Regions from separate parts of the Gossypium hirsutum genome. Here region 1 is linked to region 2. Evidence: chromatin contacts called from public Hi-C data. All regions are on one chromosome and are shown on one strand. The core of a region is the stretch at or near the end of the contact, and the rest is flanking DNA. Distances in the headings are between cores, read along the strand shown.

What was found. Hi-C and Micro-C count contacts between places; a contact is called where the count stands out from the background.
Region 1: a contact with region 2 is called in a Hi-C map of callus, with 3 times the contacts expected there. The contact joins the promoter of LOC107942309 here to the promoter of LOC107929605 in region 2. A contact is called at or near these places in 2 of 34 Hi-C or Micro-C datasets (callus and leaf).

Annotation. Positions count from the first base shown.
Region 1 is chrA12:107,034,170-107,039,380 of Gossypium_hirsutum_v2.1, forward strand. It overlaps LOC107942309 (ubiquitin-conjugating enzyme E2 28), which reads right to left and starts at 2,535. Exons shown (of 5, transcript XM_016875955.2): 1 at 2,175-2,535; 2 at 2,011-2,088; 3 at 408-535. The coding sequence starts at 2,080. LOC107942312 (myosin IB heavy chain) reads left to right here and starts at 5,061. Exons shown (of 4, transcript XM_016875962.2): 1 at 5,061-5,211.
Region 2 is chrA12:106,896,189-106,901,587 of Gossypium_hirsutum_v2.1, forward strand. It overlaps LOC107929605 (abscisic acid receptor PYL8), which reads left to right and starts at 4,038. Exons shown (of 3, transcript XM_016861089.2): 1 at 4,038-4,758. The coding sequence starts at 4,618.

The DNA of each region.
Region 1 (5,211 bases), core at 1,285-3,784, 140 kb after region 2:
AATATTTATGGCCTCTCAACAGCACTCCAATTTTGTTATGTATTGTATTTTTCATTCTCTGCAGTCAAGCCATTAGGCAGACCAGCATTTGGCAAGTAAAATGACAATGAAGATTTCTATTATGCTTCCATGTGCAATTTAATCTAGTATGAAACAAGTAATGCAAGGAGTATCTACAAAAAAGCAATCGTTAATTTCTTCCAATATTGATAAAAATGGAATGAGAGATGAATGTGGGCAGGATATTTTAAATAAACTGGACCGTAAAGGTTGCTACCCAACACAGAATAGAAGTAAATGATCAGTGTTTTAAAGCATTGAAACAACAGAGAAATTACGTGCCCTTGCAAATGTCAAGAGTAAACACCTGCATCTAATGGTAAACAAAATTTACATATAAAAAGTACCTTGGGAGGCTTAAAGGGATAATCCGGAGGAAAATGAATAGTCACTAGGAAAACACCCCCAGAATAGGGACTGTCTGGTGGACCCATGATTGTGGCCTGCCAATGAAACATGTCTTCAGCAACAGGACCTGCAAATTGTCAAATAATCAATGATCGATATATAAGTAATAAAGCTCAACGATACTCCTTGAGCACTTGTAGATACTACAACCAATTACCGAAAAACATCAGCATAAGCAGCATACGAGAGCAATAAGAAATATCATGAACATGCAGATGAGGGACTCAATGTCAAATATGTAATTACAAGCAAAATGGTGATAAGTGCATACCTAGAAAACTGTATAAATTCATAAAATCAGAAAGAAAAAAAAATGCTACTTTGAAGGCACGTAACAAATCAGTCAAAAAACCTTGGGATTCCTCAGGAAGGATAGTCCCAATCAATTAGACAACAGACCTGGTTTCGGAACTACAGTTCATCAAATTGATTTACACTCCAAAAATTAAAACATTTGCACTCGAATATGATCATATACTACATTTAAATGAAGTAAGGGTCTCCTTCATCGTTTACCCCGTCATGCCTATCTTGCACAGATAGGGTCAAGAATTAGCTGACACAATAATGAATATTATGGTTTTCATGTTCGTTCCTCTTAATCTCTTAATATACCAAAAGGAGAAAAATACCAAACATGGAAAAACCGAATGAAGTCTTTTTCCTTCCTTCCACTACTGAACTCCAAAGTAAAAGACTTTAATTAATAATGCCACCGCATGATGAAATGCTATCTTTATACAAGTTTCGAACACAACCATAGATTAGACATGTTATAAACAATGACTCTTAAGACCGAATATAAAAAATGAGCAATTCCAAGTTTAACACATTTAATTCATGAAAAGTTTCATTTGAGCATACTGTAATGTAAACTATTTTTTATCAATGCTTAACATTTTACAATTATTTTGGTTCTTTTTCGATGCTACAATTTATTGGTTCTAAAAAGACTACAAATTGACGAATAGAAGCCACTACGAGGCAGAATACAAACTTAACTCAGCCGTCCAAATCCATATGTTGGCTGACAAAGTTACAACCATTTTCTAAATAATCACCAGTAAACGTAACTAATAATATAACATTTTTGTTGCAAAAAAAAAATCACTAAAAATTATATCAAAAACATGAAATTACAATCATTTCCAATAATCACAAATAAACATTATAGATAATTTAACATCTTTTGAGTAAAAAATTACTGATAATTATAGAATTTGAATCCTATTTTAAATCCCAAAACATAAATACCAAGAACTGTCTTCTCACACGAGCATTATAACAACAAGACATCAAAATTAGATCCTTTCAATATAATCACAAACAAACATTACTAATAATCTATCATTTTCCGCTGCAAAAATAACTGATAATTACATCAAACCGGTCATTTGTAATCACCCATTCAAATAAAAAATATATATACCTCTAGAAATCTATCGTCTTACACAAAGATTAAATACATCAATACAAGAAAAAAGATAATAAAAAGACATAACGAAAAGAATGAGTTTATAGGCGTATATATATATTTTATACCAGCACTGCATGATGTAGGAGGGTCCTTCTGCAAATCTTTCAATTCCTTCAAGATCCGCTTTGATGCCATCTCAAAACCTACGATCCATTCACCATTGACAAAAAAAAAATCAAAACAACGCAAAAAATGAACAATCAAATGCAAGAAATCGAACAGATCGAACCTCAAAAAGGTGCTTTTAGTTATTCTTTTTTAAATATATTGTGTTTTTCGAAAACTTGAAGGAGCTTTAGGTGGATTAGAGAAGAGAAATATTAATCGAAGAAGAAGAAGGCAGGCTTTTAATATGGGGAAGAGCAGAAAAACAAAAACAAATGAGAGGAGAATTTATAATAAGGTGTAGTGGCGGTATATTATATACGGGTGGACCGAGCTCTATTGATAGTCTCTGATTGGCTTTGTGTGTGGGTCCCATACTTTTAAAAATGAAAGATCACACCATCTTAGCCGAAAGTTGCCAGTGACTTAAGTCCGTTTATTTATTATTCTGGTTTTCTGTGTTTCCTTTTTCTTTTATTCCTTTTCCTCTATCTTTTTTTTTTTTTACGTTGGAAAATGAGATTCTTTAAACTGACTAAACGCGTTGCCCGTGGTCGTTCGGGGAAAAAACGAAACAGGCACGAGTCTTTTTTAAACATGAGTGTCGCTTTCGGGTTCCTCGATTTGTGATTGGATCCGGTCTCGAACGCGTTTTGTCGATTGAGTTGGCTTGGTCTGGCCGTCTGGGTCAAAACCCGTGAGTTTTGTGTGGGAAAGACTAAGACCCTGTGGCCCAAGGGATAACTATCAATGAAGTCAATAATTACAACACTACTTCCAAAATGATTGTTTTTTTATGGGTAAACTACACCAAGGTTACTAAACTATTAGTAAATTTATGTTTTGATCACTTATTTTTAAAAAGTTACAAAATGATTATTAAACTATCCGAAAGTTTTTATTTAAGTTATTGGGTTGTAAAAATCGTTATTGTATGACATTCTCTATTCGTATCGTCTCCACTAATCGAAATCTCTCATTCCCTCCTCTTCTATAGTTTATTTTTTTCATAAAATAACTTTGAATGTCACGAATTTTTAAATCAAAATCCAAATGACTTTCTTTTCTAATCTCTGACACTGATGGTTCCATCAACTTAGATCTAAGATATATTCTTCTACTCGTCAATGGGTACTAATCTATTGTATTAATTATCGAATCATTGCTTGGAGCTCGTTAGCCAAACTTTAAAAAAAAATTACAACATACTTAAATAAAAACTTTTGAATAGTCCAATAAATATTTTATAACTTTTTTAAGTTCGATAATCAAAATGTAAACTTATTAATAGTTCAGTGACATTAAATATAATTTACCTTTTTTTATTTATACAATGCTTACTTTTATAAATAACTCTCTTATAATTTAAAGACGGTTGAACCCACATTCTTATAATTTATTACAATTACAACAACATGAGCTTAGCGAAGATTTAATCAACTTTGCTATTTCTATTCATTATATTTTTATTTATTTAATAAATTTATTCTACTCTTTATGCTTTTTTAAAGTTATTTATATTACTTTACTATTTACAAAATCACTAATCGAGTTTGAGAGTACGAGTTAAATTACACAATTCAACATATTTATTGTTTAGAAAAAGAAAAAGAAAAGCATTTTTTTATAGCAAAGAAAATACCAAAAGTAGAATTGGAAGAATATTGGATTTCGACTTAAAAAATAAGAAGAATATATGCATGTATTTATATTGGACCGTTTTTATTTAGAAATGGAGACATTGGACCATTAGGAACTTGGAATCATTTTTTTTTCCGTTGAAAATGCTTGATAGAAATTACAAAAGATCTTCGAGAACAATGCAAGTCCCACCAGACGAATTCAGGGGGCAGCCGGGAAAATGGAAAATTTTAAATTTAAATAAATAATGAAATTATAAATTAGTATAAAATAAAATTATACTTAACAATGTCATAATATTAAAAAAGTGAGTGATGAGAGAATAAAGCCTCATTGTAGTATTTATCGTATGATCAAAACAACCTCGTGAATAGATTATAAGTTCATATCAAATAGTTAATTAATAGAGTGTTTTGTTTTTGTCTTGATATTATTTTTGTCTTAATTAATAAAATTATTCACAATTTTTATTATTTTTAAGATAAATTTATTTCTTAAATATTTTTATTATATTTTTTATTACACCCAAATGTTGGTGCATGTCATAATATAGACAATAAAAATATCATAGAGATCTTTATACTAGAAGTTAGATTACATTTAGTCTCTTTTACTAAAAAAAATAGACAAATTAGTCCATACACGTTAGATTAGATAGCAAATTGGTTATTTTTTTAAAAAATAATTCATTTCTACAATTAAAAATTGGTCTCTATACATCAGCACGAAGTACATGTGATATCCCATATGTCACTGTTTGATTATTCCTTTAGACATAACAATTTTTAATAGTATAATTAAATGAATTTTTTAAAGTAACATTTGAGAAGTAAGATTTTAGAATTAGAATTTAGTTTTTTAAAAATAGTGTAAATTAAGTACTGAACGGGTTGAAAATGCCACAATAATAATTTCTCAAATCCTAAGATTTAATAAATATCTATTTAATAATAAATTTGAAATTCTTAAAAAAAAAATTAGATTTGACAAATTCATGTTTTTATACTTTTTATGATATACATTATGTTGAATCTCAAGAATTTTATCTACATGCATTTTATTTCTACAATTTACCCAATAAATAAAATCTAAATCCATATTCCTAAACGGAACATATAGCTATTGTAGAGTGAGTAAATTGATATATTTTAGTAGAGTAAACAAACCGGAATATAGATAAATGATGAATTTATTTTTTAATATAATTTATAGAAATTAATTTACCTATTTTTTAAATAAAATAAATGAAATACAATCAGATAATTAATTATTTTTACCAACGTAGGACTAATAATTTTAAGATTTATTCATTAAAAGTAAATTTAGACCGTCGATAATAAAGAATCTGAACATCCGACGGCTCTGATTCAATGCCATTTCTACCGAGACATTCCCTCAAATGCGGAATCGGTAATATGCACACCCGAACAAAGCTAGCCTCTAGCTCCGCCAGGACCGCCACCACTTCTCTCCCTTTCCCAAAAGCCAAACATTGCTCCGGATTTGGACTCGCCCTGACC
Region 2 (5,399 bases), core at 2,788-5,287:
ATACATGCATGAATATTGTCGAAATCATTTTTATTTTAAAAAACGGAGGTCGATTTTAAAACGAAAATGGAGTCGCCACCAATCCTTTTTGTTTAGGTGTGATCGGGTCACCTTGTGATCGATCATTTTAATAAAGCATTTTGATTTATTAAAATAACATTTTTGGTCTACGAAAAACTAGAAAACGGATTCGGAAGTCAGTTGCGCGCGAGGAAGGATTAGTACCCTCGCAACGCCCAAAATTAGTACCGTATTGATCAATTAATGTCCTAATGTTGAAAATTTGAAAAAAAAATTAAAATACAATTCCTTTAAAACGTTTGGATAACTTCAATTGGATATTAAAATTCTCTCGCCTAAAAGGAATAAAATATCATATCCAGCATGATAGGACACAACATTTCAAACCCTCGATACAAGATCATCTTATAATTTTTAAAACTCATGCATTTAAAATTTGAAAAGGATATTTGGCTATCTAGTCAAACGGTAAGTCGAAACCCAGCACGATTGGGCACGATTTCTCGAATTTTCAAACACAAAATATTGCCTCGTTTTAATTTAAGACAACATGGACGGAATTTCAAAAGGATATTCAGTTATTCGGTTGAACGAAAAATCGAAAACCAGTATGATTGGGCACGATTTCTTGAATTTCCAAACATGAAAAACTTTCTTATTTTTTAGAAATCCTTATATCAAATACAAAATGTCATATCCAGTGAGTTAGGACACAACACATCGAATTCCTGAGAATAAGCTTTTATTTGAAACTTATACGTTTTGATTGAAAAATGGTACCCGGTTACTTAGATTCAACAAGGAAAATTGGAACCCAGTAAGTTAGGACACAATCTTCTCGAAGATGCCAAATATCGAATATTGCCTTATTTTGAAAAAAACTTTCGAATAAAAAGAAACAATTAAACGAAAAGCTTTTTTATTTTAAACAATAATTTGTGAGTAAAATGTCGCGCTAATAAATTACAAAACACAAATATTAAAAAAAATTCATGAAAACTAAAAGATGGACCAATTTTAAAACTAACATAGACAATCAAAAGAAATGATAACAAAATAACATAGTTAATAACGCAAATAATAATAATACATTAATAAAAAAATAATACGTTAATAATAATCTTAATGGTAAAAATAGAAAATAATATATATATATGAGGATGATGAAAGTATGTAAGAAATAATAATAAAACAATAATAGTAATAATGATCATAACAAATATAAAAAGAAAATATATAAGATAATGAAAATATAAAATTAATTAACGATAATAATAGTAATAATAGAATAATGCTAACAGTAACTATAAACATAGTAATAACGATTAAAATAATAATAACAACAACAAAATAGAAGACAATAATAATAATATATTAATAAAAATGAAAATAATATAATAATAATAATATAGAGAAAAAAATATTATATAAGAAGATATAAATAAATGATAAAATAAAGTAAAGGTATATAAGGTTTTTAAGTAAATAAATAAATAGAATGAAAATATAATATTAGTAGTAATAACAGTACAAAACTATTTAATATAGTACCATGATGATAATAATAATAATAATAATAATAAAATAATAAAAATAACAATATGTTATTAATAATAATAATAAATAAATAATGGTAATAAATATATAAAATAATAGTAACAGTAATAAAATAAATATAATATAATAAATATAATAATAATAATAACAATATTTAAAAATAACACTCTCCCCCTCCCTTCTAAATTCGGCCATCGGTCCGGCCTTGCTCCGGTCACCGGACCCCCACGAGCCGCCGTCGGCGCCACTGTACACGGCAGCCAGACTTAAAAAAAAACCCTTTTTCGGTAATTCTAAAATGGGTAAGCTTCTTCCCTTTATTTTTACTTCCGTGTAAAAAACAAAATAAAATTGAAAGGAAAACAATAAACAAACAAATAACTTAAAACGAGAATAGACAAAGAAACTTCTTTTACTTTGATCTTTGATTCATCTCCAAATAAACCCCTTTTTACAATAGTTTTGAATGGCTTTTATAGCCAAATCTTACAAGTGATTGCCTTCTTCCATGGTGGCAAGTGGGGTGATAGAGTTAGTGATCGGTTTAGTGGGGTGTTAATTGGATGGTTGGTGTGCTGGGCTCTACTTGTTGGACCCGGGCAAAATTTGAGCTCTACAAATATGATTCGAAAAAATAATTAAAACACAAGATAGAATGTAATAGAATACAAAAATTAATGCTAATGCCACATAATTATATTAACACTTTAAAATTTGTAATATGGATTATTTATATATCAAAATTTATATGAATTGTAAGTTGCTTTTTTATTTAAAAAAACACGTATGAATATAAAATTTTTAAATATTATTGATATTTTTCATATTCATTTTATAATTTATATTTAAAATTCGAGATAACTCTTTTTAATAATATTGTTTCTAAAATTTAAATTATTATATTACTGTTATTGAAAATGAGTTCAAGAAATTTTAATTAAATTTTATTGGCTTTTAGAGCAAGTGAAAAGTTAAACTAATGGCTAAACGATACTTAATACATTCTTTAAATTTTATTAATTTAAAATTGGTTTTTGGATCACGTTGCTGAAGTTTTCCAAACAATTTCAAAAATATTCATTAGTTTAGGTATGAAAGAAAATCCAGCACAACTTAAACGTTTCCACGTATATATATTTAGATGGATGGTGAGGTAAAGTGCAGTATGTTTAACTTACTTTTAGTTCATGTTACAGTATTGTTATAATTATTTTTACACTAATCACAAGTAAATACGCCGTCCATCCAAACTCATCATTAATAATATCGTGACATTATAAATGTGAAGTCCACATTGTCTCAAAATGATACATAATCAATATAGAAAACCATAAGTCCGTGGTTTGAATACATGATTGGTAAGTTGAATAAAGCGAGATTCGGACATAAAGAGTTTACCCAGTTTCAATGTTCATGATAAATTTAACTCTTTTATGTTATCTCCTTTTTAAACTAGAAGATATCACAATTAGCTATGAGACAATCATTACAATTGACAATAAATTGAAATCGATAATATCTCAAAACTGTAGTGTCCACAAGAAATTAGAACCTTTATGGGATTACATATACTCACTACTACAATAGGTGCATTACATAATTCAACGTGAACATCGTCCAACGAAACACTTTACTTGGGGAACAATGATATAAACTCCAATAACTGTATCTAATATTTATTTACACTAATATTTGTTTATTGTTTTATCCTTGGAAAAAAAAATTTAGAAATTTTATTATAATTATTAATTAAGCATGTGTAAATTTAAATATAATAATTATAATTATTTTTAAACTTATGAATTTGTTAGATATATATTTATCTATATTTGGAATTTATGTTCTATACATTTCAAACATATAATTATATTGAATTTTAATTATTTGTATATGATAATAAATTAACTTTATGTTTCCAAAGAAAATTTTAAATTAACTAAAGATATTAATAAATATAGTATTTTGTAGAATAACTTAAAATACTATATCATATCAATCAACATTGGTATGAAGAAAATTTTCAATCAAGATAGAAAATGTTGAATAAATCAGATTTATTTTTAATAATAATATATATTTTTAGACACTAATAAAATTTTATTTTATTACTACTTGTATTTTTATAATATTTAATAATTATTAAATTAAATTAAAAGATATTCGTTAGCTATATTTTTCTTTAAATATGTTATAATAATAATTATAACAAATTTCTAAAAGCAAACAATTTTTTAGGTACAAAATGCAGATTTTATTTTTAATCAAATAATTAAAAACAAAAAAAAAAATCTAAATCAATATTAAGGGCTAAAGTTAAAATGTAAATTTCCTCCACAAATTTTTCAGAAGTGTGAAAGCAAAAATAAATAAAGCAAGAAGGTCAAAAATGACATTTAATAATTTTTTTGGCAGTACGACCTAAATAAATGAGGACTTTTTGGTACACAAATAAATGAGGATGGACCATAAATAACCGACATTTTCCCAAAAAACCATTCAAATATTAAAGTCTCCATTTTTATCATTTTAAAACCAAAGATCCAATTAACCAATGATTTATTAAATTGAAAATGTTAATTAAAAGGGCAAAGCGAAATTTTGTTTTTATAAATATCAGATAAATCTAGAATTCCAAAGAATGGCAATTCTCGTAATAAAACCCTTAGCCGGATGTCAAATCCAAGAGCTGAACCAGTAATATATATATATATATATTTTAAATTGAAGCTTTTTAATTGGATTTTTATTTTATTATTATTTCAGGTGATGAGATGGGTGATAGAGAGGCTTAGAGGTAGAAGAGGCAACGTAGCTTCTCTCTTTTTATTGCGGTGACTCACAAGGTTTTCTTTTTATTGAGATAAACCGTGTTAAAACGATTTCTAGAAGCTTCGTCGGAGAGATTCAGTCCGGTTGATGATCGGAGCTCCGGTTACCGTCGGAGGAGACGAGTTAGAGCGTTTATTTGTTGTTTGTTGCTGTTTCCTAAGAGGAAAACGAGTTTTTTTTTTATATGGTAAATAAGGAGAAGAGAGGAAAATGAATGGGCATAGCAACGGATTCGGTAGTGTGGCGGCGGTTGCGGCGGCTGAGTATATAAGGAGACATCATCTGCATGAGATAGGAGAGAATCAGTGTAGTTCAACTCTTGTTAAACACATCAAAGCTCCTGTTCCTCTCGTAACTTTCTTTTTCTTTCTTTTTTCTATTTAGATCTATTTGAGAGATTTCATTGTGCTCTCTCTTTTTGTTAGCGTCATAGACTTCTCCTTTTTTTTTGTGATTATTTTGCATGTTTGCTTATTGAGATTGTTTTTCAGTGTTTGACTTTTTTTTTTGGTCCTCCACAAGGATTAATCTCGATCTATGGTGGTTTTCTTTAGTAGAAACCTTTGAATGTTTTGATTGAATTCGTTATATTTGGTTTTGCTGGTTTATGTTTAACAAAAAAACATTTTGCATAATTTTTGAACTAGTAAAACATTAATTTTGAAGGTCTTACATTGAAATTTTTATCGACAGAGATCATTTTGATTCACTTTAACAACTCAAAACTTACATTAAAGGTGTTTTGCTCATTTGAATTTTTAAACAGTTTTTGATTTGGTCACATTGCCATGGTTTTCTCCATTTCTTTATATAGAAACAATGAGTTATGTATGATCTAATTGAATTAAATGGAACTTATCTTGTTGGCTATTTAATTTCCTAGAAATGGGAATAACGTGAGTATATGTTCCAAATCTTTATTTCCTTTCCTTTCTCCATTTTTGCACCTACCTTAAGAATGGTTTATTCAATGGCCGAAGAAAGAGGAAAGA